Linked DNA regions of Mus musculus: regions 2, 3, 4, 5 and 6 are each linked to region 1. Evidence: chromatin contacts called from public ChIA-PET, HiChIP or PLAC-seq, Micro-C and promoter capture Hi-C data. All regions are on one chromosome and are shown on one strand. Each heading gives the region's core, a stretch centred on a gene start, on an enhancer-like site or on the middle of the called end of the contact. The rest is flanking DNA. Distances are from core to core; before and after follow the strand shown.

What was found. Promoter capture Hi-C pulls out the DNA fragments that hold promoters and counts their contacts. A called contact is a pair of places that touch in the nucleus more often than the background predicts. ChIA-PET counts read pairs in DNA pulled down with a chosen protein or histone mark. HiChIP or PLAC-seq counts read pairs in DNA pulled down with a chosen protein or histone mark.
Region 2: a contact with region 1 is called in an RNA polymerase II ChIA-PET map of memory CD8 T cells, with 13 read pairs. The contact joins the promoter of Usp18 here to the promoter of Hdhd5 in region 1. A contact is called at or near these places in 2 of 39 promoter capture datasets (cranial neural crest and pre-B cells) and 1 of 115 datasets of contacts at active chromatin or transcription factors (memory CD8 T cells).
Region 3: a FOXA1 HiChIP or PLAC-seq map of pancreatic cancer cells shows a contact between it and region 1. The contact joins the promoter of 3110021A11Rik here to the promoter of Hdhd5 in region 1. A contact is called at or near these places in 1 of 39 promoter capture datasets (liver), 1 of 115 datasets of contacts at active chromatin or transcription factors (pancreatic cancer cells) and 1 of 9 other capture datasets (pancreatic islet).
Region 4: a Micro-C map of embryonic stem cells shows a contact between it and region 1, with 2.0 times the contacts expected there. The contact joins the promoter of Pex26 here to the promoter of Hdhd5 in region 1. A contact is called at or near these places in 13 of 39 promoter capture datasets (the 3T3-L1 cell line, 3T3-L1-derived adipocytes, the C10 cell line and 8 more), 1 of 15 datasets of contacts at CTCF or cohesin (embryonic stem cells), 24 of 484 Hi-C or Micro-C datasets (the Ba/F3 cell line, the C2C12 cell line, CD4 T cells and 12 more), 6 of 115 datasets of contacts at active chromatin or transcription factors (T-cell acute lymphoblastic leukemia, bone marrow-derived macrophages, embryonic stem cells and 2 more) and 2 of 9 other capture datasets (adipose tissue and embryonic stem cells).
Region 5: a contact with region 1 is called in a promoter capture Hi-C map of hippocampal neurons, with 2.1 times the contacts expected there. The contact joins the enhancer-like site here to the promoter of Hdhd5 in region 1. A contact is called at or near these places in 5 of 39 promoter capture datasets (embryonic stem cells, hippocampal neurons, liver and 2 more), 1 of 15 datasets of contacts at CTCF or cohesin (embryonic stem cells), 1 of 484 Hi-C or Micro-C datasets (palatal mesenchyme), 5 of 115 datasets of contacts at active chromatin or transcription factors (astrocytes, embryonic stem cells, fetal liver and 2 more) and 1 of 9 other capture datasets (embryonic stem cells).
Region 6: a contact with region 1 is called in a FOXA1 HiChIP or PLAC-seq map of pancreatic cancer cells. The contact joins the enhancer-like site here to the promoter of Hdhd5 in region 1. A contact is called at or near these places in 4 of 39 promoter capture datasets (the C10 cell line, liver, pre-B cells and 1 more), 1 of 15 datasets of contacts at CTCF or cohesin (embryonic stem cells), 2 of 484 Hi-C or Micro-C datasets (both in embryonic stem cells), 5 of 115 datasets of contacts at active chromatin or transcription factors (astrocytes, embryonic stem cells, fetal liver and 2 more) and 1 of 9 other capture datasets (embryonic stem cells).

What each region holds. Positions count from the first base shown.
Region 1 is chr6:120,528,329-120,533,472 of GRCm38.p6, forward strand. Hdhd5 (haloacid dehalogenase like hydrolase domain containing 5) reads right to left here and starts at 2,971. Exons shown (of 8, transcript NM_144815.2): 1 at 2,839-2,971. The coding sequence starts at 2,964.
Region 2 is chr6:121,242,832-121,247,975 of GRCm38.p6, forward strand. Usp18 (ubiquitin specific peptidase 18) reads left to right here and starts at 3,075. Exons shown (of 11, transcript NM_011909.2): 1 at 3,075-3,231.
Region 3 is chr6:119,845,597-119,850,740 of GRCm38.p6, forward strand. It overlaps 3110021A11Rik (RIKEN cDNA 3110021A11 gene), which reads left to right and starts at 2,597. Exons shown (of 1, transcript NR_030776.1): 1 at 2,597-3,433. Erc1 (ELKS/RAB6-interacting/CAST family member 1) reads right to left here and starts at 2,554. Exons shown (of 21, transcript NM_053204.2): 1 at 2,281-2,554.
Region 4 is chr6:121,180,919-121,186,062 of GRCm38.p6, forward strand. Pex26 (peroxisomal biogenesis factor 26) reads left to right here and starts at 2,749. Exons shown (of 5, transcript NM_028730.6): 1 at 2,749-3,564; 2 at 4,792-4,932. The coding sequence starts at 3,347.
Region 5 is chr6:121,141,873-121,147,016 of GRCm38.p6, forward strand. Gm30842 (predicted gene, 30842) reads left to right here. Exons shown (of 4, transcript NR_167973.1): 3 at 1,132-1,242. It also overlaps a transcript of Mical3 not described here. Among named protein-coding and RNA genes, the nearest start is that of Gm30842, 7.0 kb to the left of the region's middle. Within about 2 kb of position 2,444, at least 60 of the 459 cell types and tissues checked have an H3K27ac peak or open chromatin away from gene starts, as enhancers often do. A contact at or near this core is called in hippocampal neurons, liver and stem cell-derived neural progenitor cells, where this site is marked.
Region 6 is chr6:121,119,768-121,124,911 of GRCm38.p6, forward strand. All of the region lies in intron 1 of Mical3 (microtubule associated monooxygenase, calponin and LIM domain containing 3), which reads right to left. Among named protein-coding and RNA genes, the nearest start is that of Mical3, 8.7 kb to the right of the region's middle. Within about 2 kb of position 3,059, at least 37 of the 459 cell types and tissues checked have an H3K27ac peak or open chromatin away from gene starts, as enhancers often do. A contact at or near this core is called in liver and pancreatic cancer cells, where this site is marked.

The DNA.
Region 1 (5,144 bases), core at 1,721-4,220:
AGCGGGTGGGCAGTCGGGAAGGAGCTGTGGGGCAGCTGTGGAGGGGCCAGCACTACAGATGCAAGTGTCACGCTGAAGCCGCTGAAGTCCTGCTCAGCTCAGAGGTTAGGAGCACTTGCCGCTCTGCCAGAGGACCCAAGCTTGGTTCCCAGCACCTACATCAGGCAGCTCACAGCTGGCCACAACTTCAGCTCTAGGGGATGCGATGCCTTCGGCCGCCAAAGGTATGTGCACTTGGGTGTAGACACACACACCCACATGCAGACACACATACATGCAGACACACATACCTACATGCAGACACACATAACTGCATGCAGACACACAGCTGCACATGACTGTTTGCTGTTGTTGAAAAGGGTTTCTCTATGTAGCTGTGGCTACATAGAGAAACAAGTCTCTGTTCTCAGGGAAATTGGAAGAACAGCACCACTGAAGGGTGGAACACATGAGAACCTCAGAGAGACAGCAGTCCAGATAAGATGAGAAACCACCAAGGAAATGAAGTTATAACTCTGTGTCAGTAAGCTAAGAAGGAGACTGACTAAGTAAAGGCTCCATTTTCCTTCCACTAAGCAGGTAAGAGCTGCAGGGGAGTGGCCTCTTCCCACTCCCCTTATACACAGTCTCCCAGGCTTAGCCCATGGGCCAAGTTGAAGGTGGGCAGGAAAACTGGAAAAAAGGAGATACCAACTCAAATCAGTATGGCTGTCACTTCTAGCTGGGCGGCGGTGGTGCACACCTTTAGTCCCAGCACTTGGGAGGCAGAGGCAGGCGGATTTCTGAGTTTAAGGCCAGCCTGGTCTACAAAGTGAGTTCCAAGACAGCCAGGGCCATACAGAGAAACCCTGTCTTGAAAACAAAACAAAACAAAAAAAAAAAAAAAAAAAAAAAAACCACCTGTCGCTTCTAACCACCAGGAAATAGCAGCCAGCGACACTTAGCAAGTCTCTCACGCTTACAGGAAATACAGAGTCAAAAGTCTCCAAGGCTGATCCCACTGCACCTCAGCTCAGGAGAGTACACTGGGCTCCAGGCCAAGCGCAGAACAAATGTATCTTTCTTTATTCTACCAAACTTTGAGGAGGGATCTCTCTCCAAATGTCCTGTTATCTAGCAAAACTGTATCCCTCCCCACCAAAAAAATCAGCTACAAAGAAGTGACCAGTTATTTACCTAACTTGTATGATGCCTGGGTTCTTTTCTCAGCTCCTTCCCCCCATCAAAGAACCAACTCCTGAGAGAGTAATGAGTCAAAGGCTTCTTTCTCTGCTGCTTTTACAAGCGCTGGGTCCAGAATTCCAATTCAAACTGAGCTAGCAGCCAAGCTGGGGCCCTTTTCATCACTCCTTGGGCTGTTCTGGAATTAAGTGAGGATTCTGGGAGGGGCTGAGGTCTCCATCTGGCCACACCGCTCACATCCCCTGCTTCAGCTTCTGGCGAGTTCAGGTCCACCCCTTGTAATCAGTCTATTTCCTCTAATCGGCATATCTCATTCATACTCAGTGCTCTCTCAGGATTCCTGCAGCCCTTCCCTCAAAAACTCAAAAAATTCCTAGGACTCATGGGTAAATTTCAGAGGGCCCATAGAAGCCCTTACTTTTTTTTTCAGAGTTTTGGTCTGATTTTCTCATCTTACTCTTCCCACAGAGAATCAGCATACAGGTCTGAAAAGCTAAGAGGGTAGGATTTCTCTATAAACACCATGCTTAGACCCCTCTAGGGGTTCAGTAATGGCTGTTGTGTGACCCCAAGGATAGCTGGGACGCACTTCCCTTGAGATAGCAGTTCAATTTCATTTCTGTCCCATTGTGAATCCAAGCAACACTGCTCTGGATCCCTGAAAGCGGGCCTAGTGGCACATGCCTGAAAACCAGCACCTAGGAAGCAGAGGCAGGTGGATGGGTCAGCAAGGACTTTTGGCTAGCCTGGTCTACAGGTCAGTTAGGGAACGTATTGTGGCTTCTCACACAAACACACAACAAATCTATTCACTTATAATTTCAAAATAAGTCGAGAGAAGTGTGTTAGGCATGGTAATAGCACTGTGGTTCAGTGTAAAACGCCTCTTTTAAAGCTTCCCACACAGTTTAGGGTTTAAATAATAAAAACTCCAGGATTTAAAGTATTACAGCCATAAAGCGGGAGAGAGAAGCAGGTGCGCCAAAACGAAGTGATTAGTTGTTTGAAAAATAAAAATATGGAATTCATACTCTCTCATAATTTTTGGAAACTCACATTAAAAAAAAAAAAAATCAAAGCCCAGCAAGAAGGCTAAGCTGTTAAAAGTTTGTTGAACAAGGCTGAAGATGAGTTCCACATAACACACACTGGAAGGTGAGAACCCCAAAGTTGTTCTCTAACCTGCCTACTACTCCTTTCTCTCTCCCTCTCCCTCTGTCTCACATACACACAACACATGATGATGATGATGATGATGATGATGATGATGATGATGATAACAGTTCCTTTGCCTTGATGGCTGCACACCTGAGCCGTACAGTTTACTGGCCATATTCAAACAGTTACCTTTTTAGAAATAAGAATCCGCGAACCCTTACTTCGAGCAGAAGTGGAAACGAATTAACTGCTGAGGCACATTCCTGACGCGCGGGAAGGAGCTGCGAACCCACCCGAGGCTGACCTGGGGTTGGTTTTTCTCCGGACAAGGACTCTTCCAGCGGGTGGAAGGTGCGCACCCGGACACCGCTTCGGGAAGGACGAAGGGTTCCGCGGCTCCACGGTCTCCGGGAGGGCGGCCCCAGGCCAGGATGCTCAGTGGCCCGCACGGCCCTCCCGCCCGCAGGCCCTGCGAGTGCAGACCCCATGCGTCCTCACCTCAGCGCTGCCCGCGATGTAGCCCCTCCGGGGCCCGCAGCCCTGGAGCCCCGCAGACAGGCGCACAGGCAGTTTCCACAGATGGCGCCCGGCGCCGAGAACCCCTAACCCGGCGAGCGCAGCCATCGCGCCCGTCGCGCGCACGCGCAGACTGTGTGTCTCTCCCACTCTCGAGCCCGGTGCCCCCTTCCCACGCACAGCCGAGCAACCAATCAGCGGCCGCCCGCGCAGGGCCTCTCGGGGGTTGTAGTCCGACCGTGGAGCTCGGGCTCGGGTTGCGAGTTCGGAGCGGAGAGCGCGTTCCTGACACTGAATGGCGAGGCTCTGGGTCCCTCGCTTCCCCGAGAGGAGACTTGGGGTCAGCGAGTATCGACTCGCGGCCACCCGTGCTGGGAGGACAGACACCTGACCAATCAGTGCACCTGCTGACTTCCGGGAGCGTGTTCCTCGGCACTTTTTGGAGCTGGGGTGACCGTGTGGAACAAGGCAGCCTAACCTTGAATTGGGGAAGAAGACCATTGTTTTGAGACCTAAATCCTCTGAGCCTCATCCAAAGAATGTTGAATGGCGTGCTGCTTCTTACTCTTTAAAATCTTTTACTCAGTAAACATGCGCGGCAGTCCTACTTCCTGCGGGCTCTGACCCAAAATCCGGGAAGGAAAGATCTCCTTGATTCACACTTGGTAGGGAGGCTGGGATCAGTGTACGAAACAAGGTAAAAAAAAAAAAAAAGAGCACTGTCCCGAGAAGTCAGATAATGGATTCAACAAACATGTAATGTGTACAGCTAAGCACTCTGAGGAGAGAATACGCTTAGGTCAGTGAGCAAGGACAGTGGAAGTCAGTCTGGTCATCCTGACATAGGAGCCTGCTGCAGAAAGAACTCTCTCTTCGCTTTGTTTGAAAGGTGTGAGATGCTCTCTTCCTTAGTCTTTGACCTGTTCCTGGATATAATCATGCCAAAAAAAGTAGTGAGTCGAAGAGAATGGGTTGGAGGGTCAGGAATGCACAAGGACTCCGCGCTAACTCACTTCCGTTGTGTCCATTGCTTCTCAGCTTTGAGGACTAAGATCATAAATCAGAGTAACTGCTGTTGATGAAAAATTGGAAGATGTATTGCCGTTAGTCAAACCCACCATAGCACACAGCACCTAAGCCCAGTCAGGGGATACCCTGTCCAGGTTTGGTTTTTGTTTTGTTTTGTTTTGTTTTGTTTTAACCTCTTCCCGCTTTTCAAATAAGAAACTAATTTAGGAATAGGTGAGGTGGTGGCTCATACCTATTATCCTAGCGCTCCAGAGGCTTGCAGAAGGATCACCCCAAGACATTATCTAGATGATGATGATGATGATGATATAAAGAAACCAATTTAGCAGCCTGAGGGTTTTAAATGTACCCACACTTGTTCTAGTGACAGCCTCCCCTGTGAAAACACATATTTTACCCCTCACCAGATCTTCAGAGCTCAGTCTTCACTCCATCCTGCACTAAGTCTGGATACAACTGGTAATAGGGAGGGTCCCTCTGAAAGCAACAGGATACGTGCATAAAAACATATCTGAGAGAGACAGTGTAAAACACCACAGCTTCTGTCCTGAATGGAAGTTCATTGAATTGTGTAGTCTGGCTCTGTGACTTTTTTTTCCCCAATGCTTTTTTTTTTTTTTTTTTTTTTTTTTTTGTAAAGACTTATTTCTTATATGTAAGTACACTGCAGACACTTCTGTCTTCAGACACTCCAGAAGAGGGAGTCAGATCTTGTTATGGATGGTTATGAGCCACCATGTGGTTGCTGGAATTTGAACTCAGGACCTTCAGAAGAGCAGTCGGTGCTCTTAACTGCTGAGCCATCTCTCCACCCCTTCCCAATGCTTTTCATAAGAAAGTTTTTAAAACAAACAAACAAATAAACAGACAGAAAAACAAACCGGGGACCTTGGGGCAGTGGTGGCACTTGCCTTTAATCCCAGCACTCTCAAGGCAGAGGCAGGTGAATCTCTGAGTTGGAGGTCAATCTGCTTTCCAGAGGGAGTTCCAGAAGAGCCAGGGCCACACAGAGAAACCCTGGCTCACTCTCCTCCTTCCTCTGCCCCCCCTCCCCCGCCAAAAAAATCAATGACTAAAATACTAATGATCCTTTAAATCCTAAAAAAATGATCACTTCAAAACTTACTTAACCAGACCAAAACCTTGCAAAAGTATCTTATGACTTACAGATAAATCATAACGCCCTAATTTCTTTTTTAAAAGATTTTATTTACTTTATGTATATGAGTACACTGTAGCTGTACAGATGGTTGTAAGCC
Region 2 (5,144 bases), core at 1,825-4,324, 710 kb after region 1:
CTGCACTCATGTCCTTTTCTGTACCCCTAAAAGGGCAGGTTCTCTTTCCCTCTTTCCTTTCTTCTTTCCTTTCTGCGGCAAAGTCTAACGTCGTATACCAGGCTGACCTTTAACTTGAAGCAGCCTTCCCTTCCTACTTCTCCTTCCCAGGTGTGGGCATTGCCGATGTGTGCCACCGCACCCAGCCAGAGTACGCTTTCCAGATGATGTTTCTTCTCTCTGATGCCAGAGTGGGAAATTATTACCACTCAGGCTTTCTCAGCTGCCCCCCGAACATCCTTTCCAGCGGAAAGATCCAGTTCAGGGCACGTGGTTTACCTTCACTACCGTGCTCAGGGGCTGTTCCTCATACCTTGGATTTTGATAACCTCGACTAGAAGACAGCTAGCTGATTTGCAGAACATCTGTCACTTGGGGTTACTCAGATGTTTCTGTGGAAGCAATCAGGGCAAAGGTCGGTGACAGGAGAGTAACAGGAGGGAGCTGTGTCCCTTTCTGTTCACGACATCCTGTTACATTCTGTTCCTCGGAGTGACTGCAGCTGTGCAGACACCAGTGATCTCCACTGCTGCGGGAAGGACACGGCTGGCTTTGTGACTACTTAGTGTTTACACCACTTGCTTTATCTGCAGCCACAACGTAGCATGACATGCGGGATGCTGCCGGTCATTGGTGTGTGTTCCTGGGAAAGTCCTTGGACGCTGTGTAAAATACCCAAGCCTCCCCCACTCTCAGTTTACTCAATTATTCACTTGCATTGGTACAGAAAACCATCTTCTGACTTCCCTCCTATTCTTTGAGCATTTGCCTTTCGGCAGAAAGGGGTCTGCTTAGGTTCCTCTTGTGCTTTTCTTTGCCCCAATCCGGGAAACACCATCTCCCTAAGCATCTCTGGTTTCTTTTGTTTGAGAATAACCACTAGAAGCCAGAAGCCATGTTGCCTCTGAGTGTCATCCATCCATGCACTCTCAGTGGGGCAAGCTAGGGAATGTACGCACACATACACACGCACCCCTCTCTAACTACTCACCGAGAACCACGGATCTATGCGAACCCAGAGCTGCAGGTCTTGGGTCCCATTCTTCACCTTCAACTCTATTCCGGGGCAATTTCAAGCAAGTGACCAGTTCTAAACTGTTGTGGATTTGCTCACTTAATTCTGCTTCTGGGCATAACTAGTCTCTCAGCTCTACCAGTGCCCTCTCACGTGGACCCATTCCTCACCCTGCCCGTGTCTCCTCAACACATGGAACCCCACTCCAGTTCTCTAGGCTCTGAGGCCCAGGCGAGCCACATCTGCTCTATATATGAATGGATTCTCTAACTAGAGTAGGTTCTGACATGGGTGGTGGGCATATTGTCTCTCCACCAAACCACCATCCTGGGTCACTGTGGGGCACTGCTGGAATCTACTTCAGGAATGCTTACCAGCTCAGTCTACCACCTGGTTAGAGCCCTGAACTTTTCTGAAAGGCAAGGAGAGACCAGGGGTAAGAGCATGGAGAGTCCTACTAGGAGTTATAATGGGTTCTTGCATCATCTAGGTATCTCCTGTCCATGATTGACACTAGTCCACTCCGTACTGGTACAAATGCCAATCACTTGCTTCACTGAACAAGCAGGGTTGGGAAAAAAAAGTTGCTTGGCTATAAGGAGCTGTTTGCTAATCACCACTGGGAACAAATACAGTTTGTTCCCTAGAACTCTACAGGTACGATATATTGATCAAACTATCACATTTTATAACATCCTCTTTTCATCCTCCCCCCCCCCCCCACCAGTTTTTGATGTTCCTGTTTTTGGATACAACCAAACAGATAGAAGAAGAAGAAGAAGGAGAAGAAGAAGAAGAAGAAGAAGAAGAAGAAGAAGAGGAAGAAGCTGGTCACATAATTGATTGATTTGCAAATGTATTGGAGACTTAATGTATTTGTCCATGATATGTGCAGATGCCACATTGTCTACCTCAACCACTGATCAAGAGACTTTGTTTTACCCTGAGGGCCATACCCCACTTTCTATTTCCAAACATGGACATCTTGGTTTATTTTCAACAGCTGTGTATAACTCATGCTTCACACACACACACACACACACACACACACACACACACACACACACACACACACACACACTATAGGCAGGCAGACATATTTGTATATCTTACGTTGAACTACAATAGCAAAACAGAATATAGACTCTTCCAGATTTCATAAAGTCCTGGTAGCTTTCGATTAGGGGTATGTATCTCTCTGTCATCTTTGTCCAGTGCTGGGGGTAGGGAGTGGAGGACCCCTCTCAGAACAAGCGCATGGGGAAACCTCATTCTGACTAGCCCAGCAGCTAACAGATCCCCCTCTCCCTCAACTTATAGCCTCATATACAAGATACATCTGTAAAGAGCTAGCAAGCATTTCATGTATGTACATCCCAGAGCCTCCAAACCCGGCTCGGCTTAGACTGTATTTGTTCCTCGCAGAGCTGTACCTTCATGGCCACCTCGTGTGCTAACTGCAATGGTCTGCTATTTTCCACAAATGGTGGGACTGGTCAGAGGTCCCGTTAGAATGTTGCTTTCAGCACTTAGCCATTTGTCGTCCTGAGTTAGTCATAACCTCTTTGATAAAATAAAAACATTTTATCCTATAGAATTGGGGTTAAACGTAGAGGCACAAAAGAACATTGTGCAGATAAACTTATCTTCAGTGTTTAAGGATAAGCCTGGCAATTAACAGAGATGAAGTAAATGTTATCGCTGTCTCCTTACCCCCTGGGGACAGCCTCAGCAAGGGAGTTATCTGCTGCTGGCTTTCAGAGCAGAAGGTACAGCAACTGGGAGTATTTCCAATCTTAACATTGCAGATGAAAAAAGAGAGCGTATCCAGGAGTTACCGGGCCAGGTCCGGCTTGTCGTGTCCTGGTGTAGGCGACTGGACTGCGGGTTCTGTAGGGGCGCGTACAACCGCTCCGCCCGCCCGCCCGGTGCCTGAGTTTCGCTTTCCTTTGGATCTAGGGGAAAACGAAAGCTTGGCGGTGAGGGGGGCGTGGCCAGGCGTGCAGAAGGCTTGGCCGGCAGTGCCAGGGCGGCTGTGCCTAGGGGACAGCAGACACTCCTGAGCTGAGAGGCTGGGAGGCAGCAAGACTGCTCTGCTCCGCGGTGCCGCGTCCTCTTCTGTAGCCCTTTGCAGATGCTGCTCGGTCTTCGCTCTTTGGCTTGACTCCGTGCTTGAGGCAAGTTTGGGGCTAACTTTGAAAGTGTCCTTTATCCGCCAGAACTTTGCTTATACATCTCCAGATGATTAGGAATTTCCTTGGGTTCTGCAAATAGTGGCGGTCTGTATTCTTGGCATGTATATACTGGGCCAATGGATTTGCTTCCCAAGCATTTATATTATTCAGACTGTAGTCGTGATTTATGTTTAATTTAAAAAAGTAATTACCAAAGTGGCTTGTTAAAAATTCAAACAATGCAGACAGATGTGTAGAGTTGTTTCTCTTAATTTGCAACTCAGTATCATTTTTATGTATACTTTATCAGAAACATTTCTAATGGATATCTTTAACATTGCTCTGTGTCTTGCTTCTTGTTCTGTGCCTTTCTAGACCAGTATTTTAACTGATGCGTTGTATGAGAAGTGCGGATTTAGTTAAATAATTCATGGACATTTAGGTTCGGTCCTGTTTTTCCTGGGATAGACGTTTTATCAACAAATATCATTTTTATGCTCTTGTGCAAATACTCAGTCACACGTTAGGAGAAACTCCTAAAATAGAAACCAGCGGACTGAGAAACCGGAGAGATTTTTGTCCAGTATCATAAGTCAGGGTGCTTTAGACCTGTTCCCTGGCCTGTTTTTCCATCTTCTGTAAAGAAAGCTAAATATACCTTTAAGAAAAAACAACAACAAAAACCAAACAAACAAAAAAACACAACCTCCCCCAACTCCCCTGGAAGTCCAAGTTTGTGGTGTTTCAAAATTACAACTTAACTTCATACTTAATATCTTTAGAATTAACTCAAAAAGTGAGGCAAATATTTCAGAACATTTTTAGAATGTTTCCTGTGAAGTGTCCTTTGTGTGTTTGAATACCGTCACCTCCTTTGTTCATAAGAACTAACTGGGCAGAAAGTGGCGTAGCAGATGAGGTGTATGCTCCCTTCTGACTCACTACGCACTAGCAGAAGACTTTAAAAAGAGAGAGAGCTTTTTGCTTGCTCTCTCTCTCTCTTTTTCTTCTTCTTTTTTCACTCTGGAAAACCGTGCTTCATGGTCTTGGCACTTTTACGCAACATGATGTTTATAAGGAAGAAAATCACGTTGTCTCCCAATTGAGTGTATCATGTGACTGGGCTGTGGCCAGAGCCCCAATGGGCACATGAAAGGTGTATCAGCATCTCCAGGCTGAGGGCATGTCTAAGGACAGGCTAATGCATATCATCCCACACCGGCCAGAGGAGCCCCAAGTAGTGTGTTAGTCTGGGTTTCCTCTGGAGAGATCTGATTTTGTCTGTTACAGCACCATAGCTCAGAAGAGGCGAGCAGATTGTTAAGAATGAAGGCAACGCCCAGAGCAGTAGTTCATACCTTTAGAAATCCCAGGGATTTTAGCCCTAGGAAGGCTGAACGAGGCAGGGGGAGTAGAGTTTGGATCTGGTGTTTCAGCTCACACTTGTAATCACAGCATTGGAGGGGGCCGAGGCAGGAGTTTTGCTGAGACTCTGAGGCTAGCCTAAGCTACATAGTGAGATCCTATTTAAAAACACCTGTGCGCAAAAGTTTGAGGCCAGGGGATTTCAATACCAGGGCTTGTCTCAGAAGGTTTGAAGACCAGGCTACTTAGATATTGCTGGCATTGTGAATTTTATCGGGCATTTCTATCTGGGAACTGCTCTCCCCAGACCCCCAATGTGTAACAGCTAGGGAGGGACTCACCACCCAGAATTCCCGTATTGTGTCACTGGCTCGCTAGCTCTTGCTCTCAAGACCCTTGCTGATTCTGTAGCCTGTGGTGGTTATTTCCACCATCTCTCCTCATTGCAAGCTTCAGCAAGGATGGAGGTAGTCTTCTGCTTTGGAGTCAGCATGCCTCGAATCAGTGCATGAGTTTGGGAATGCAGCGTTCTCGGAGCTGGCAGCTGTATG
Region 3 (5,144 bases), core at 1,347-3,846, 680 kb before region 1:
GCAATGAAGAAAAACTTCAGTGGACTCAACAAGTATAGCACAGGGAATAAGAGGCAAATCACCTTAATTTAAAAAAACAAACAAAAAGACAATTCTACACTGTAGCTCAGTAAGAGCTGGAACTCACTTTGTAGCCCAGGCTAGCTTCAAACTCAAGGCAATCTCAGCCTCCTAAGCTGGAATTACAGGTGTGAGCCACCACATTTGCTACAAGACATTTAAGATTTATTTTATGCTCAGTTATAGGAAGGATGGAGAGTGTGAATGACGTGAATGAGTGCAGGTGCCTGAGGAGCCCAAAAGTGGAAGTCAGATCATCAGACTATAAATTGATCTATACACTTTATCAATTAACTATCTTTGCCTCCGTTTCCTACCAATCTCTCTACAGGTAGTTATTTTTTCTGGTAGATGAAAGTCTGTTCATGAAGTTAGCATGAAAAACAGTCAGTTGGAGAACTACTGAACCTAACCTATGTGTTTCTCTCTTGAGTTACAGAAAAGCACTCCCCTGGACACTTCCCCAAGTAAATTAGGTAAGTGTTAGGAAAGTTGCTGTTTAAATTTGATTTTATAGCAGTTTCTCTTCTTTTATAAGTGAACTACTGAGTGCTGTGCCTCTCATTATATTACAATATATATCCATCAAATGGCCTATTTTCTTAACAAGAAATATTTTGTCATAAATGATAAGGCACGTGACTACAATAATCTAATAGAAAACAAGAATCCAAAAAAGACTTAGGTTTATTGTGGTAAAGAGTAAAATGCTGATGGACACTGTTCGCCTTAGTAATGTCTCCCAACAACGTACGATACATGTTCCCACAGGGTACCAGAACATTGTAAAATCCCTTGACTCTGACAATATTCCTTAGAAATGGAGGTACTTACGTAAAGAACAATTTCTATTTCATTTTTTAATATTTAGTAAAGACTGAAATAAAGCCAGGTGTGGTGGCACATGCCATTAACTCTAGCACTTGGGAGACAGAAGCAGGCCAGCCTGGTGGGCAGAGCGAGTTCTAAGATAGCCAGGGCTACACTGAGAAATCAGGTCTCGGAAAACAACAAAACCAAAGAAAAAGGGGGGGGGGGGGAGACAACAGTAAGTACACCTGAAAATAAAAAAATAAAATCGATCTTCAAGAAAGCCAGATCATGTCTAATCTCACACTTGGAAGGCTGAGACAGAAGAAGAATCGGAAAAATAGGGACATCCAGATAACTCAACAGAAAAAAGTGCTTATGTCACAAGTCTAATAACCAAAGTTTGATCCCAGCCATCCACAGTGGGAGAACCAAGTCCCAAAAGCTTTGACCTTTGACCTCAAAGAGGGAGGGAGTAATCTATCGTGTGTATGCCAGGCACACACACATAATGATTAAATAAACGCAAAATGTATCAAGGTCTATTGAAAAACAAGATGTAAGAGACAGTTGCACTTTAAACGCTTAAGCAATTTCATACAGTCATCTCCAACAGAACTGTTCACAGTTCGCTCAAAGCAATCAGCCACAACCACCTGCAACTATTACTCTGAGTCCAGGGCCTTTTCTTAACGGGTCAACTCAAAAATGAAAAATGGTACAAAGAGATCAAGCACAGGAGAGGGGGTTGAGGGGGGCAAGGAAAAGAAAAGGCTGATAGCACTTTTGAGGGGCTAAGAGTAATGAGACTCACTCCTTCATGGTTGGTTGCTATAGAATGAAGTTGTCTAAACACCAACATCTTCCTTCTTGTGTGTAAAAACCTCACTCACTCGCGCTCCCAATTTACCAACCCCAAGTCAACGCAAAGGGATTCTCTTCCCTCAGCGAATTCTACTCATCTGACCAAGAAAAGAACCAAAACCCTAGAGTGGCAATGTGAGATCTGCTGCAGTAGCCCCTCCAGCTACCTCCAAGGCGACATCCATGCCTCATTTTCCATCTGAAATACAACCTTTCCTCTTCTATCTAACCAGGTTCAAAATAATAAGATCATCTTAAACATTTTACATCCGATCCACCTTGGCCGCACCCCAACTCCAGGGCTCCCCAATAGCCCCACATCATGCCTCCCACCCTCGGCTCTCGGTGGGCCAGAAGCCCCCCACCTCCCACCTCCAGCAGCGATCCTTACCGCCAGCGCCTTCGCTCCCGCCCAATCCGGGAGCTCCGCAGGGCGCGGCCGCCGGTGGGCTCGGGTGCGCTGGGGCGGGGTCCGCCCTCCCGACCTCCCCATCCTCCTCCCCACCCCCGGCCCAAAAAGGAGGGGGAGGGGTCCCCAAGCCTCACCTACAGCTCCGCCCCTCCCCAGGGGCGCTCTGCCCTGCCCAGCCAGGGCCGGGAGCGCCGAGCCGGGTAGGAAACGACAAATGCCTCGGCGCCTGCGACCTCTGGGCAGATCGAGGTTCCGCCTGACGAGCGAGCCGCTGCCGACGCGGCCGCCTTACTCTCCTCAGGGCCGCCGCTGCTGCTGCGGTTGCTGCTACTGCTTCCCGGACAGCCTGCCGCCGACACTACCACAGCCGCCGCCGCCGCCGCCACCGCCACAGCACGACCGGCGCCCGCGACGTCACCACGCCCCGCCCCCCGCGCACACCTAGCCCCACCCCCTGTCGCCCGCGCGGCGCCCTCGCCCCGCCTCCCGCTCTCCCGGGCCGCTGGGCTTTCCCTCGTCCCACTGGGAAGCGCCCCGCTACGCCGCTCCACGGGACCGCGCGCCAGGATCGACAAGTGCGGCGCTCCGAGGCCGCGAAGGTAACTGGGTGCCGAGGCAGGGTTGCGCCACACGTAGCGCCGCCCCTCACACACACACCCACACCCACACCCACGGCCGAGCGTCCACCGGGAGCCCGGGCCGCGATATTGAGCGAGGAAGGTGCGGACGAGGAGGGGCGGCGTTTGTCTCCTCCTGCTTGCCGTAGGACGTGGACTGCTGGAAGCCCCAGGAGTGGAGTGGCCTTTCCCAAACCTGGAGTCGCCCCGCCCCTTCCTTGGCAAGCCCGTTACCCGAACCCTGGGACGGCCGCCACCTTAGGAAATAAATAGCTCAGGGCTTGTCATTAGAGCCACGGCTGCCTGGACACCCTTTGTCCAAGAGAAGTTAGCTTCTCTCACCCTTGGCTTTTGCGCTGTGAGGCTGTGGAAGGCAATAATACTCTTGAGTCATCTGGGCTGTCCAAGCGGTCATGGCAAAAGACCCTCGCCTCAGTAGGTGGCTTTTTTTGCAAGGATCATTCCAGGGAGGAAGAGTGTGGGCGGAACCTGATGTCCACATGCAGTGTACTGTGCCAAATGCTTCACCGCGTTACCTTTTTTATTTAGCCCTCACACCAAGCAAGGCGAACTACAAAGCAGCTGCTACCTTATTTTAGACAGCCCAGTTTTCTGCTGCTGAATTTCAACCTTTGCCTTTTGTCAAGAGCAAGCCAAAAAAAAAAAAAAAAAAAAAATACGGAGGTGGGGGCAACACATAGTTACTAATCTTAAAAATGTAGATAAGCTATCTCTAAGCCGAAAATCCAAGGGTGGTGTGAATTACACTCATCCCCATACTCACAGCGCTTATTAAGCTAATTTGAAATGCCTTTGAGATGAGAGGAGCTAAGACTCACCGGTTTACTCATCCCTAACCTCCCACCATCATAATTAACCGGCTTACACTCTTCCTAATCCCATTAACATCTTCCCCCATCCTGTAGTATTCACGTTCATCCACCAAACTATATTTTGTCCTTTCCAGATTCTCTAATTGTTCCCTTCCAAAATGCACTTGGGTCATTACAGCTCCTTGGGCACACTAAACTGATTCCCCTTCAGTACATCTAACATATGACAGCCAATTGTTAGAGAGTGTGCAGCTAAACGGGACTATTCAGCAGCCAGAAAAGAATCTTCAAAGATTTCGTTTCTGGGGCTGGGAAGATGACTTAGTGGATACGAGCATTTGCTCTACAAGCAGGAGAACCTAAGTTTGAATCCCCAGCACCCACATAAAACCCAGGCATGGCTTCAAGTATCTGTAACACCAGCACTGCAGAAGGAGGACAGATTGATCCCAAAAGATGAGCTTCTGATGCAGTGAAAGACCCTGTCTCAAGGCAACAAGGCAGAGGGCAATAGAGGAAGACACCTGATGTCATACTCTGGTTCCTTACACACACACACAGAGAGAGAGAGAGAGAGAGAGAGAGAGAGAGAGAGAGAGAGAGAGAGAGAGAGAAATTGAGAAATTGAGATTTCATTTCTTAGATATCTAGGTACTCACCCATTCAAGCCATTCTTTATGGGCTGTTTTTCCAGATACTTCTCTGTATAATAAGTAAAGAGGCGCTTGCCTTGCTATAGGTGTATGTGTCTCTGTTGGGGGTTTTGTTTATCTGTTCGATGCATGGTCCAGGATGTCCTGGAATTCACAACAGTAGCTGGTCCAGTCTCCCTAATGATGAGATTGCAAGCAAGTGACACTACACCTGGCACTCCCCGGGGGATTTGTATGTGCTTGGCACCTGGTCCCCTTCCTCTTCTCCAGTTTCTCTCTTTTGGGATGAAAATATCTGTCCTGTGTATGTCCCAGCTTTGTATCCTGGAAGTGTGTAACTGGTCTGCTTCTTAGCTAGAGAGGATTTTGCCTCAGGATGACCCATCTCCAGTATCACTCATATATAGTTTAGATAATATAAAGACAGAATGTCTTTTATCTGAAATGCTGGGACCATTCTGTTTTTCAATTTGGGGGTGGGAGAAGATAAAAGGATACACTTAAGGAGGTATCGAGGACAGAACCCAATTCAAAACACAAAGTTAATTTATTTCATGTATATCTTTATCAGCAAATATATCCTGAAAGGCACTTAATGCAAGTTTTTTTGGTTGTTGGTTTGATTTGGATTTGGTTTTTCAAGACAGGGTTTCTCTGTGTAGACCTGGCTATCCTGGAACTCACTGTTGTAGACTGGGCTAGCCCTGAACCCAGAGATCAGTCTGACTCTGCCTCCCAAGTGCTAGGATTAAAGGCATGCACTGCTACCACCTGGCTCATGCAGTAGTTTTAGTTTGTTCATAAAGCAGGAGTTTATAATGTGAAAATTTCCACTGGTGTACCATACTGGTGGTCAGGATTTTTCAGCTTTTGAAACATTCCACATTTTTTATTA
Region 4 (5,144 bases), core at 1,499-3,998, 650 kb after region 1:
GTCAAGCTATTTTTCTGTGTCAGTAACAATATGAAACAACTGGCAGGCATGGAACAAAATGGCTGGGGGAGCAGGCTTCAATATGTGTGTGTGTGTGTGTGTTTGTGTGTGTGTGTGTGTGTGTGTGTGTAATGACAGGTAAGGATTTCACACCCTAGTCACAATTTGTGCTACTCCTTTGAGCCTTGTGAAAGCTAGCATCAGGGGGTTCTGCTCTAGCAGACCTTATCATGAATAATGTAAACACACACACACACACACACACACACACACATGTTCTTGTGTTTCCAGGCTGGTCTCCAATTCCTGGCCTTAAAGTAATCTTCCATATCACCCTCAGGAGTAGCTGGATCTATAGGCATGTGTACTTGTTTATTAATAAGCATTTGCTTATTTTTGTTGTTTGTTTCCTTCCAAAACTCACCAAGGCTTTGTCCTTCATTTCTGTGGGACCCTCAGGGTCTAGGACAATGTCTGCCATCTACTAGTAACAAAAAGCATTTCTGGGGCCAGTGAGATGACTTAGTGGGTAAAGGGGCTTACCACCAAGCCTGACCTGAGATTGGTCTCCAAGACACAAAAGGAGAGAACTGTCTGCTGTCCTTTGACCTCCACGTGTGCACTGTGGCACACAAACGAGTGTATAAAAATAATATGTGTATGTGTGTGTGTATGTATATATATATATATGAGAATTGATTCATCTTATTTGATGTGTGTGACTGTTTTGCCTACATATATGTATGTGTACCATGCGCAAGCCTGGTACTCCAGGAGGTCAGAAAGAGGGCATTAGATGCCATGGACCAGGCTCAGTCAGCCCCCCTCAATCCGTGGGAAATCAGGGGTTCTGGCAGGTGGGCATGGAGTTGGCGAGAATTGGAGAATTGACAAACAGACACATACACAAGGGAGTGCTGTATCTGGATGTAATTTTTCACAAGGCTTATAAAATATAATACAGAAAACAAAGGAGTAGGGTGTCACAACAGGCAAAGTACACTGAAGTATTTGACACAAAACAGAGGAATGACTTCAAAGGACTGACAGGAACCAGGTAATGTTTACAGTAAAGATAAAACAGCCCTGCCTAGGGTCAGCTAATGACAGGTAAGGATTTCACACCCTAGTCACAATTTGTGCTACTCCTTTGAGCCTTGTGAAAGCTAGCACCAGGGAGTTCTGCTCTAGCAGACCTTATCATGAATAATGCAACAACACAACCCCCCTTTTTCCTAGGCCTTGGTAAATACTTGCATATGAGAGTAACTTGGCTGTAATGAAGATTCTAAGTATACTTTGCTAAGCTTGCCCTGAGATTTCTAACTCTTATCCAGTAAAATACTGTAAGAAAGTATGCAAGACCCTCCACAATATTGCAGGGACAAATCTGGGGCATTCTAGCTATGGGAATGCCAAGGTTCCAGGAGGCTAAGTTTCCTTGAAACTCTTTGCCTTGTGACTGCTTCCAGGCTTTTAGGCCTGCCAAGCCAGTCACTACTGGAGTGGACATAGCACTGGATCCCCTGGATCTAGAGTTACAGATAGTTGTGAGCTGCTATGTGGGTGTTGGGAATTGAACCCAGGTACTTGGCAAAAACAAATGCTCTTAGCTGCTGAGCCATCTCTCTAGTCCCCAGTGGGGGGGAGAGGGGGAATTAAACAGTATATATATTTTTAAACAAGTGACATCCTGGCCCTTTCACCTTACACAGTCACAGGCTTTAGCAGACTTGACATTTCTGTCTCAGCTGTGTGAGGACCTTCTGCAGAGATTTAAAGACTGCCATGTCCTGTCGGTGTTAGTGATAAAAGAAAGGCATATATGATGTGAGCAGGTCTTAGCCTAGCACCTCGCTGTCTTATCCAGTCACTAAGGAGCAAGGGATTCTAGGAAAACTTGGGAGAGAGTTCAGAAGGTAGAGAACTGGACGAAGTAAAACCATGAAGACTGAGTATAAATGTGGAAGAGATAGGAAATCCTGCCTGAAGCACAGATAATTGGTGATTTATGAGTCTGTGTAAAATTATATAATAGGAAGTCAGGTGTGGTATTGCACTCCTTTAATTCCCGGCACTAGGGAGGCAGAGGCATAGTTCAAGGCCAGCCTGGTCTACAGAGTGAGTTCCAGGAAAGCCAGGGCTACACAGAGAAGCCCTGTGAAACACAAACAATATAAATAAACACATAAAAATACATATTTAAATGTATTTACTTTTTGTATATTATAAAGCATCAGTTCTTACATTGGTTCAGTACTGTTTTGAAGAATTGCATGACATGTGCATGGCTTTGTTTTTATGACATCCTTATTTATATAAACAATGCAGGATCCAGGAGTTTATGTAACTCACTTGTGTGTTGATGGTTCACCTACCTAATACAAAGCACAGATCAGATCTACCTCTGCCCTGACACTCCTTTCAGCCAAAAAAAGTGCTTTCTTTGGTTTGACAATGTTTTTGTGACTTATTTGTCGTGTGACCTATGTCACCTGTAAATAGAGTAATAGTCCTTAACTCATAGAGATGAAGAAATAACAGACAGAAAGCGCCTTTCCATTCTGCCACACTTTATAGCAGCATCGAACCCAGGAAGAGGAAATAGCCAGCTCCATAGTTTTCTTTTTCTTTTTTCCCTAAGCTTCCAGCAGACCCTTCTCAACGGACTCCTTCAGAGGTTAATAATAAAGGTGCAGGTAGCTCCACCTCCTAACTGGAATTTCTTCCGTTCGTCCTCTTCCGGTTAGCGAAGGAAGGATCACATTTCTCAGGACAAAGGCATTTCACTAATGGTTTAGCTTCCTCATCTTTTCCACCCCAAAGCTGGCGACCCAGTGCGTTCTCTCTGGAAGATGGCAGTCTCTGGGCGCGAGAGGTTCCCCGAAGCTTCACAGACCCAAGAGCCCAGGACTACAACTCCCAGAATCCTTCGCTCCAGCGTGCGCGTGCGTCGTAGTGGCTAAGAGGGGTGGAGAGGAGGTGTCCACCGTCGTGGGTTCCCCGTGCAGGTCTTCTGTTGTCGCGCTCTCTACTCTGGGAGTTTCGGTGCTTTTAGCACCGGTCCAGGGACAGGAGGAACTAGTGCTGGGCCTTCGGCAGCACTAGTCTTGAACAGACAGTCTTGAACAGGCCAGTGCCCCAAGGGTTAGGCTGTCAGTGAGCGCAGGCTGTGCCCGGGTCCAGCTCCTTCCTGGTCCTTCCTTAGGAACAGACCTGGAGAGGCGCGGAGGGGAAGAGTGCGAGGCTTGCGGGACATCTACCAGGCCCAGTCCGAATTTCCAGGAAGCTCCCGAGAAGCTGTCCTCCTGACGTGTGAGGAGACCTGGTCGAACCCAGGCTGGCTATGAAGAGCGACGCCTCGACGTCTGCAGCCCCTTTGAAAGGGCTCGTGGGCCCTCTGCGGAGCAGCGAGCCCGCGCTCGCCCTCCCCGCTGTGTCCCCCGCGGTGCACCTGCTGGAAGAGGCGTCCGACCTGTTGGTGGTGCACCTGGACTTCCATGCCGCACTAGAGACTTGCGAACGAGCCTGGCAGAGCCTGGCGGAGGAGCCCGTGAGTGGCACGTACGTGCTGAGCTATGTTCCGTTCTGGATCCTTTTGGGGAGGAACTCGGGTCTCTGAATATCTGGCATTGTGAGACTGCGCCAACCACACACCTTGCTTTCCCTAAGGGATCCTCTTTGAGAGAGGCTGGTTGCTCATCCTGCACCCGTGAGACTGTACAATGAAGTCAAATCATGCAACAATTTGGAGGGACGCCACAGTCAATTCTTGGCTCACCTTTTCAGTGCAGGACAGGGTAGATGTCTTTTAAGTGTTCAGTCGTGAGGAGGTTCAGTAAGCAGGTAGCAGCCTTCTTTGGGAACACACCTCCTATTTAACCTAGCCTTGGCAGGTTATAGAAAATGGGGGGTAGAGCGGGGTGTCAAGGCAAGAAGCACACTGTTCTGGTCCTGTTGCAGGACTGAGTGAATTATCTTTAGATTGCTCTGTCTAATGCATTGGCCTCCTCTGACAGCTGGAGGGCACCATTTCTCTGTGGAGTAAACCTTCCTAAGAGCTGTGTGAGGCCACGCTAATGGCGGGAGTAGTCAGAATAGTTAACTGAAGAAAAGCAAACACTAGAGAGACTTGACTGTGGTTTTAGAGGGATGAAGGTTGCACACCCGAATGTTGAGGGCTTTGCTTATGCCCATTGGATGTAATTTTATAGGGTTTTGTTTTTCGTCTTCATATTGAGACAGGGTTTCTCTGTGTAGCTCTGACCTGCAACTCACTGTGTAGACCTGCCTGGACTCGAACCCAGAGATCCACCTGCCTGTGCCTCTCAAATGCTGGGATTAGAGGCATGTGCCACCACTGCCCGGCTGGACATAGACAATTCTAAAAGACCAGTTAAGCTCCTATAGGAGCACCCAGCCAGAAGCCTCACCCCATGCCCTTTTCACAGTCAGCACACACTTAACTCCCACTCTCCGCCAGTGAGCACGTGCATGTTCACGGTGTGCTGTTCCCACAAGGTTACCTTTCTGTTTGTTCAGTTCTCATTCCACTTGGCTGCAGAGATGTGCGTTGGGCCATAGCTCGTGTGCCTCTAAGAGGTTTCCAGAACTTAACTCCAGGGTGGAAGGGCAGCCCAAGAGACCAGTGGTGAGGCCTGGGCCAATAAATAACAGAAAAGGTAAAGGTGAGCAGCCTCTGGGTCGGACGCTGGCTTCCTGTCCCAGCGTGGAAGACGGAGTGGAGAGAGGGGAAACAGCCTGAACCTGACTTGTGTTTTCTCTTGTCAGCATTGTGGAGGTGAAATGCTCCCTGTGTGTGGTGGGGATCCAGGCTCTGGCAGAAATGGATCGATGGAGAGAAGCCCTGTCCTGGGTCCTCCGGTACTACCAGGTTCCTGAAAAGCTGCCTCCCAAAGTCCTGGAGCTGTGGTAGGTCCTTGTGCTAGAACCAGGTCAGGGTCAAATCATGGGTCCTCCTGAGTCAGGGTCTCCTGACTCCTTTGTCCTCATTCCCAGTCAGTTCCCTTCGAATTCGGGTCTCACTGTGTTCAGACCTCACACAATGGCAGTTAAGGATGAGAGGCGGGCATTTGGGAGTAGGATGGAAGAAGAGAGAGCACACCCAGATAGTAGTGAAACAG
Region 5 (5,144 bases), core at 1,194-3,693, 610 kb after region 1:
CAACAGCAACAACAACAACAGCAGCAGCAGCAGCAACAACAACAACAACAACAACAACAACAACAAAACAATAAAAGCCAAAGAAGCTATCAGAAAAACTAAAGCTTTTGTCAGACTTTTCTAGGGAGTAAAGACTGTAAGAAATGCTAGGCTTCTTTCTCTTCCTGAGGTACTCCAAAGAAGAATGAGAAACTCAGTAAACTGTTGGTTATAAGTTGGCGGTGGGCACATGTAGTTGGAGGGGCACTGTTTTGTGAGATTAGTTTAGTTTAGTTTAGTTTAGTTTAGTTTAGTTTAGTTTAGTTTAGTTTAGTTTAGTTTTTTGAGACAGGGTTTCTCTGTGTGGTCCTGGCTGTCCTGGAACTTACTCTGTAGACCAGGCTAGCCTCGAACCCAGAAATCTGCCTGCCTCTGCATCCCAAGTGCTGAGATTAAAGGTGTGCGCCACCACGCCCGGCTGAGATTATTTTATTAAGCCTGCCCTTTAAAGAGATGGTACCCAATCTGAGAAACTGGTTGGAACAGACTTTGAACACTCTCCAGGCCTGAGAAGGCAGTAGCAGTGCAACACGGGCAGGGTTTTTGATGAGGAAGCTGAGTTCATTATCTGCTTCAGGAGATGGGCACATGTCCAAGAAAGCTACTTTTCTGCAAGCCCAGATGGCTAGTGCCGAGGCTCCTGTAAACAAAAGCTGAGGCGAGGTAGGAAGACCTTGGCTACAGGAGGGGAAAGAACCTCTCTGTTGTATCTCACCAGCTGAGAGTCAACCTGTGCACGATTTCTTGTGAAGGCCACCTTACAGAAAGGAGCCATCTTTCTGTTTAGAGGTGCTCTCAGCTGACTGTGCATGTGTCTGTCTGGCATCCCAGTTATCAGAAGTCAGAGAAGGAGGACAGATTCAAACTCTGGTCCAGCCTGATCAACAGAGTGAGCCCCAGGCTTGCCAGATCTACATAGTGAGACCATTTCTCAAAACACAAAGTGAGATTAGATGAACAACCAAACGTTCTCATAAGAAACTGAAGTAGCAGCGGGCCATGGTGAGTGTGCGTGACTTTCTTCCTTTCCCAGATATGTTCTGGAAATTTCCAAACAAGAGCCAACTATTATTTACAATAAAAATCTCTCAGCTTTTCTTGCAGTCTCCGTGACATTGGGCTGTATGTGCCTCATTAGATGGGATTCCATCCAGTGCGTCCCAGGAACCGCCCTGCCATCTCACTTAAGATTCTTAGCAACCTGTAAGTTTGGAGCCTACCATAATTTCATGTAAGAATATTGTAAAGGAAATTGGGCAAGTCTCTTTCTCTCTCTCTCTTGGGGGTGCCCCACCTTTCATGAGGCGTATCTTCATTCTTCTGTTAACCATTCTTAAATCTGTTAGAGACTGAACCAACACTAGCAATTCATAATAAGCTCAACTCCGCTTCATACTGGTTCCTCTTGAAAGTCTTTTCTTAGGCAGAGTCAAGAATCCTGCTTCGCCTGAGACTCTGGAAAGAACTCCTCGGGCTACCAAAGGGTGGCATTGGGTAACTGTCTCTCCATCCAGTGCCTGGCAGAACAGGGAGATTGAGGAGGGAAGAGCCGGCTCTCGATCTGTCAAGGCTTCTGTTTGGAATGGGAGCCAGCGGGACAGGTGCATTCTGGAGAACGAGAGTGGGCAAGCCAAGCCGTGCTCCAAAGTTGCTCAGGAAGGGTGAGCAGGCCAGCTTGCTTCCCACACAGAATCTGTGATAGAAATTGGATTGGGCAAGAGTTGTGTGCTTTTCGATGGACTTAAGCAAGAAAACTGGCTCTAATTCAAATGTCCTTAAATCAAAGGTCCAATTGGAGCTGTGGCTCATGGTCCCTGCAGCCTTCACCTTTGCCCCGCTTCCTCTGAGCAGAGCTCTGAGCTGGGGAACCTCAGACGGCTGATGGGGACTGACACAAAGCTTAGCTTGCAGTCTGCCCCTCCTGCATGTGCCCAGATCTGTACCATCTCACACCGGCTGGAGGATACTCCCGTGCACATGTGTGTGCACCAGTGCTGTTATACATGATGGTGCATCATGTTATACATGCATGTGGATAAAACACATGCAATTAGGTTGCACATGTATTTATGTAGAAAAGTCAGAATGTGTCCCTGTAGACAAACTAATATATGTGCCCCTATGGACTTGACTTTCGAGATGCTGAAAGTCGGAAGCATGTTGTCACAGAACAAACAGAACAAGCCCCCGCCCCCCTTCCCACACCCTGTATTTTTTTGGCCTTTGCATAAGCACACAGGTCCCTTGTTTCCCCTCTAGTGTTCCAGGGCAGCCATCTTCACGCCTCTCCTTCCCCCTCAGTCTTTAGTCCTCATCTGATTGGCCAGCTGTTCCCACTCCCCGTTCTAATGGCCTCTGTGAGAGGAAGAGCTGAGTCAGCTGGTGGCCAGGAGCCAGGACCCAGGACAGAGTCTGACTATCTCACAGGCCTGTGTCCTTGCTGATTCCTGCTGTTGCTGGCTCTGCCCTGCTCCTTAGAAGCACAGAGCATCTCCTTACTCAGGTCATCCTAGAGCCTCCCAAAGCCCGAGAAAGGCCTGGCTCCCAAACCACAGGCCAGAAGGCCCCCATTCCACAGAAAGGACCACAGTTTCCCCAGCTGTACTGCAGAATGATAGATCGCCATCCTTGTGAAGAAGAGGCAATCTGTGTCTGCGTTCTCAGGTCACGATATGATTTTCTGTAGCAACAAACAGTGTTGATATATATAGAAGATGAGGTTCATTCCCATGTGAATTCATGATATCATGGGGATAAACACCTAGGGCAAAGATTAGAAACAGTGGGGACAAAAGTATCTCTTGGGAAGACTTGATTGACTAAAATCTGAATTGAGCCAGATAACATACCACAGGCCTTGAATTCCAGCACAGAAGATAGAGGCTCGGAGATATCAGTAAGCCAGAGGCCATCCTGGTCTACATAGTAAGTTCCAGGTCAGCCAGGGTTACAAAATGGGGCCTTCTCTCAGAATCAAATCAAATCCAACCTGGCTTGACCATGTTCTTCTGGGTACTTATTGGATGCTGGGGCTGGAAGGCCATGCATTAATGCACACACTTTCCCACTGAGCCACACCTCTAAGCCCTTAAAACAACTACAAAGCAGAAGGAAGCTGACTAAAGAAAGACCTTAGGAGATCCTAATTAGATCAGATTTAGATCTCCGTAACTGCTCCTCCCTGCACTGTCCCAGCTGGCATGCGCATTGGAGGTTTTCTCTCCCCAGGAGACTGACTCATCATTCTTCAAGGTCCCTCTCCTGTAGCCTTCTCTCCATCAGCGCCATGACCTTTGCCAGCCCATAGACGTCTGCTTTCTACATGTGTTTCCGCCCGCCTCTGCAGGCCTCTGTCCCCTGTGCTTCCCTTTCTCCTCGCTCCAGAAGCTGCCTTTTAGCTGCCAGATGGTTTCTGTTAGCTTGGCAAGATCTAGACTTGAAGAGATCTGGGCACACCTCTGAGAAGTCATCTAGATTAGGTTGATTGAGGCGGACTCTGAAGCCCAAGAAAAGGAGGAGGCTGTCAGAGCTTGAACAGTCATCTCTCTCCTGCTTCCCGTCATCCTCACCAACTCAGCTGGCTCTTTTTTTTTTTCCCCTCACATTAAATGCGGGCCCTATTCTTAACTTAGGATGCTTCTTTTGTTCTCGGATTAAGGATGAAATATTGTCTAGCGCTGTGGCATGCGCCTATAGTCCCAGCTATTCTGGAAGCTGAGGCAGAAGAATTGTTTTGAAATGAGGAGCTCAAGGCCAGCCTGGGTAACATAGGTCCCCATCTTAAACACACACACACACACACACACACACATGCACACATGCAAACATATACAATGTATATGCATATATGCACACCCTCACACACATGTTGTATATGTGTATATGTATATTGTATTGTGTATATGTATGTATATGCATACACACACACTTTTTAAAAAGAAAAGCACAAAACTCCCTACAGCCCTGACTGATGGTCCCTGCTGGCCTCACCAGCGTAGCTCCCGCCATTCTCCATGTGGCAGCTCTTATTCATCTGCATTTTATTCATTATCTGCATCTCTGCCTCAGCCTTCCACAGCGTGTTTGTTTATTTCCCTCCCCTACTCCTTCCTTTGTGATCTCTCTCCTTACCAAGCCTTCTCTCTGTCCCTCCTTGGGAAGGTCATCCTGGGTCACAGACGCTCGTTCGCTCACTCCATCGTGGACCAGCAGCTGTCAGCCAGTGCTGCCCACAGCTGTGTTCTCTGCCTCATGCTGCTTTGCAGACCATTGAAAGCATCTCCCGCTCAGTGAGGTAAAAGGAGGGAGTACAAAGGCTTTGGAACTTTGGAGGCTGAAGTATGCAGGGGCCTCTGTATTTATTATTTGTTTGTTTCGTGGCAGGTCTGGATTTGAACCCAGGCCCCATGCATGCTAATGGGGAGTGAAGTGCCACAGCCCAGGGTCTTCTTTTGACAGCCTAGTCCGTCCACCTTGTCCACAAGATGTCCAGGTTAGGCCTGAGCCTAACCTGCTTCCCTTCCCCTTGCCAACTGCTCTCCATCTATGAATGGTCCCCGGGAATTAGGAAGAATGGGGTGGGAGTGGGATTGGCCACTCCTAGGAGTCTGGTGTTTGTTTCATCTCCTCTATAAATGGTGTAAGAAAGATGTCCCAGCAAGACGTAGTAGCACACATCTGGGATACTAGCACTCAAGAGGTAGAGGCAAGGGTTATCCTGAGCTACATAGCCTATCCAAAACCAGTCTGGGTTACAGGAGACCCTGGTTTTATTCATTCATTCATTTATGATATTCTCTTTATCCAGTTCCAACCTAAACTAAATAAATTAAAATTTCAGTTTCTCTCTCTATGTAATTTTTCTCTTAGAGGAATCATTTGGATCCACAGCCAGGCGAATCCTGCAGTGGCATCTGCACTCTTGGGGCTGTGGCCTTTGCATCCCTTAGCCCATGCCAGTTTCCAAAGCAGGCTGTGGGTGTCTCTCAGAATGTACAATCAGTTTTTCCAGAGGCCTTGACATACTCCCATCCCCACACCGAGTCTTTGCCTGTGATTTCTGGAAACGGTCCTGTTTCCCTTTTCTCTCAGCCTTAAGTGGATTC
Region 6 (5,144 bases), core at 1,809-4,308, 590 kb after region 1:
GGTATCATTTTGAAGTTACGCTCTATGTCAGTGAGGTTTCCTTTGTGAGTCAGAAATGTTTCTGTCTCTGAGAACATCTGCAGGACCCACTATTTGAGCAGATGTGTTTCTCAAGGGAGCAGATCCAGTGAGTGCAGAAACATTTCTTTAAAAAAAAATAATGTATTGTGTTGGAGAGATGGCTCAGTGGTTAGGAGCACTGACTGCTCTTCCAGAGGGTTCCTGAGTTCAATTCCCAGCAACCACATGGTGGCTCACAACCACCTGTAGTGGGATCTGAAGCCTTCTTCTGCTATGTGTGAGGACAGTTACAGTGTACTCATATAAGATAAGAACATTTATTATTTTATGTGTACGGGTGTTTTGCTTGCATCTGTCAGTGCACTGCATGCACACCTGGTGACTGAAGAATCCAAAAGAGGAAGTCTGTTACCCTGGACCTGGAGTGACAGACTGCTGTGAACTGCCAGGTGGGTGATAGAAGTTGAACCTAGGTCCTCTTGAAGAGCAGTCAGTTGCTCTTAACTCCTGATCCAATTCTCCAGTCCCAAAATATTTATCTTGTCTAGACCCCATAAGAAATTCAGTAACTATGAAAAGACAAAAAGACCAAGGAATCTCTACAGGCTCCCAGGTCCTCCTTGCTTTTTTTTTTTTTTTTTTTCTTCAGTTTTTTGAGACAGGGTTTCTCTGTGTAGCCCTGGCTGTCCTGGAACTTACTCTGTAGACCAGGCTGGCCTCGAATTCAGAAATCCACCTGCCTCTGCCTCCCAGGTGCTGGGATTAAAGGCGTGTGCCACTAATGCTCGGCTCCTCCTTGCTGAGATCACAAACACTGAAGTTCGATCAAAGCCGCTGACTAGTTTTCAGCCATCCTCCCTGAGTGTCCGATTGGCAAGGCACTTGTCTGGGATGACAGTTGTGGCAAGGATAATGGGATAGAGGTCTAACTTCTGGGTGGGGTGCTGCTCCCGAGACTGAGAAGGCTTACTTGAGATCTAAAGAATTTTGTGGAGGAGGGGGGATTTGAATATACCCCTCCCTCACCACCACCACCACCCCCGCGCCCCCCCCCCCCCGCCAAAGTAGGTAGAGGAGGTAATCTGCAAAGTGGGGAGAGAAGAGCTGGGCTCATACTCTGTGACCAAAGCCTTTCAAGAGAAGCAGGGATGTGACCTGGGGCGGGGCAGGCCAGAGGGTGGTCAGGGAGACTGGTTCAAAGGAAGAATGTGAACAGTAGGAACGGCTGGGTAAACAGTGGAGTGGGTGGGAACTGAGTGTCCAGAAACCATCTTCTTGGGCTGGGGGTGTGTGGCTTCTTGGTACAGTGAGTGCCAGCCGTGCCAGGAGTCCTAAATTTCATCCCTAGCACGGGGGTGGGGTGGGGTGGGGCTGTAGTTAAGGAAATCGGCTCCTTTTATTGTGCCTTTTCATTTGGGGAGAGGTTTGAGTACTGAGCATACTTTTATCATAAAATGAACCAGTTACAATTTCAAAGCAACCACCTCTTAGTCCCAGAAAAAGATGGGACAGAGAAGGGTTGAGGAAAAAATGTCCCATCTGTCCAGAATTTATGGCCTTTTAGGTCCTCAAACCACATCACTGGTTGGAAGTCCTCAGTAAGTTCTGTCCCCTTGCTTAGAGAGCCCTCTGTGTGCATGGAGAGCATCAATGTCCACCCCAATACCCTGCACGAAGCAGCCAGACTACAGACCTTCACCCTTGTACCAACCTCCTTAGGAAAATGAAGTCAGGAGTATATCAGCCCACCTGGTGTCTGGGGCCAGGCACCATAGAATCCATAGAATTTGCCTAAATTTTCTGAAAAGGGAACCCTGACTCTGAAAGCCCAAGGGCAGAGTCTGCAGGTGATCAATTCTGTCAGCTCAGGCAAGACCGCTCACCCCTGCTGACTCTGTGCCTGGCCCAAGGAAGGCCCCTTTTAAAAGGTGAGGTCAGGTCCAATGAAAGGACCAACGCACTTGTTACCAAGCTTGGGACCTGTGTTCAATCTCTGAGCCATACGGTGGAGGGAGAGAACTAATTCTTTAAAAAAAAAAACAAAACAAAACACAACGTATTTATCTTATGCATATGTGTACACTGTAGCTAGCTGTCTTAAGACACAACAGAAGAGGGCATCGGATCCCATTACAGATGGTTGTAAGCCACCATGTGGTTGCTGGGATTTGAACTCAGAGCCTTCAGAAGAGCAGTCAGTGCTCTTAACTGCAGAGCCATCTCTCCAGACCCAAGAACAAATTCTTACAAGTTGTCCTCTGACTTCTTATTGTGTATCATGGCTCAGAAGCATAAACAGACACAATAAATAAATAAATAAATAAATAAGAAAGCACCACAGGTTCGCTCCCTAGAATTGAGAAAACATGCAGCATAAAACAATAACAACAAATTTGTTTTTCAAGACAAGGTTTCTCTGCGTAGTGTTGGCTGTCCTGGAACTTGTAGACCAGGCTGAACTCATACTCACAAAGATTCTCCTGCCTCTGCCTTCCTGGTGCTGGAATTAGGCAGTGCAACACCAACACTTGGCTCTACAATTTAAAAACAATTTAAAACAACAACTCAAAAAAAAAAAAAACCAAAAAACACACAAACAAACAAACAAACAAAAAAACAAAAAAACCACTGTAGGCCAGGCATCTTTAATTCCAGCACTCAAGAGGCAGAGGCAGGTGGATCTCTGTGAGTTCAAGGCCAGCTCTGGCATACAAAGTGAGTTCCAGGACAGCCAGGGCTATACAGAGAAACCCTGTCTCAGAACAAACAAACAAACAAACAAACAAACAAACACAAAGCCAAAATCACAACAACAAAACAATCTGCCCCCCCTCCAACACTTGGGAGAAGAAAAGCAGGATTGAAAAGGGCTGAAGGTTTACTACAGAAGCTCAAGCGTCCACGAGGTTGGTTACCAACGGGTTCCATACAGCATTGCTTCACCCCCCAGGCCTCCTGGGGCAGTAGGGCAAGAGGTGGCCAGAACTTCCCTGCCAGGCTCCTCCTCTTGGATCACCCTGCCAGTTCACCCAGAATGCTGTGCAAACATCATCGTCCATGTGTGCTGACACATGACACATGGACCTAGGATTTCACAAGGCCATGCACCCGGGGCTCCTGGGCCGGGACACTTGCTGGCATTGGCTGGCTTCCTGCTGGACGTCTGTGGCTTTTGCCCACCCAGCATCCCCACACATGGGAATGGGATATGAAGGCTGCAAGGTGAGCATTTCACCCAAGGTCCTGTCATCCCATCTACCAGCTGGTGGCAGGGAGCCCGGCTCCACCCAGGAGCTCTGACCTTTCTTCCTGGAATTTGAGTGGGAAGCACAAAGCCACAGAAAGATGAGCAAGAGTTTTTCCAGCCAAGAACACCCTGCAGGGACAAGCTAGTTACCTTTCTGTTTAGATCCCCTTGGCTGGCTGCCTGGTTCCAGTCCTTCCTGACACCTGGGAACTACCTTTTCATGAAGCTAATTCATAGCCTCTCTCTCTCTCTCTCTCTCTCTCTCTCTCTCACTTTCCTTCCCCTTCCAAAAGTTAGCCCAAGAGCCTATTTCTGTTGTTTGCAATGCACCCCCAACAACTGCCACCCTCCTGCCTCTCCTTCACCTCACCCATGTCATTGCCACCTATTTGTCTACAAAGTACTAAAAATCATTGAGCCGTGGAACTCTGTAGAGACACTAGGGTATTTTCCCAAGGTCACACAACTAAGGAGATCATGGCCAGAATTTGAACTCACATTTTGGTATAAAGGCATGAGGGGAGTGATATGACGCACAGCCAAGATGAGTTCAAATGCTTGCCTTCCTGTAGGCTGCCACATGAAAATCCAAGTCATGTCACTGTCAGAACTGCATTGACTCTAAGTGAGAGAAACAGCTACAGCAATGCCACCTTTCTGTGTTCTCTAGGGCTGCCGGAAATGCTGCATATATAAGTGTCCGGCCTGGGGTATGCACTGGTTAGATTGGCTGCCCTAAAAGTGCAAATTACAGCCACCTAGTGAGTAAACACAGTAACTGAGGCCGGGTCTAGTCCAAAGATCTATGTAGATCTACTGCCTCTAAGTAGATCCAGATAGAATCTCAAAAATCTCTCTCTCTCTCTCTTTCTGCCCATCTCTATCACAACACACACAATATACACACATACATATACACACACATAGATACATACATACACTCACACATACATATACACATGCATACACACATATACACACAAACACAATACATACATACACACACATAAACACATATATACACATACACATATTCACACAAACACACATGCAAAAATACACATACATAGACACACATAGACACATATATACACACATACATATGTACACACACATATATATATATACATACACATAGACACATACACACATACATACACATATACACACACATACATACACATATACACACAAATACACACATATACAATACATACATACACACACATAGACACATACACACATACATACACATACACACACAAACATACACATACACAATACATACCTACACACATACATATACATATATACACAAACACACATGCAAAAATGCACACACATACATAGACACATATATGCACACATACATATGTACACACATCACACATGTATACGCACACACACACACTCTCATGCATATGAAGGTTAAAGGACAACTTCTAGGAGTTGGTTCTCCCCTTTCACCGTGTAGGTCCCAGGAATCAAACTCAGGCTGTCAGGCTTAGCAGTGGGCGCCTTTACCCAACAAGTCGTTTCAATGGTCCCCACACTAGATTTTAAAACCTGGACATCTCTCAGTGTCTAGTCTATGGAATGCCTACTAGGAAGTCCAGATGCCCCTGGAGATGGGGAGAGCATGGAGCATATGTAAATATGCACTCACTTTAACTCTCCTCTGCTGCCTTCGGAGAAGGAACAGAGCCCGGATGTCCACCCTCTTTGGGATGGGAAAGAGAACTGGATAGGGGAAGAAGGGTCAACCAAAACTAAGTATGTCTGAAAATGGCAAAAGGAAATTTGCTACTTTGCATGTTAAAATAAAAAAAAAAAAAATAGGGCCCAGAGGCACTCTATCTGAGGCTCGGCTGAGGTT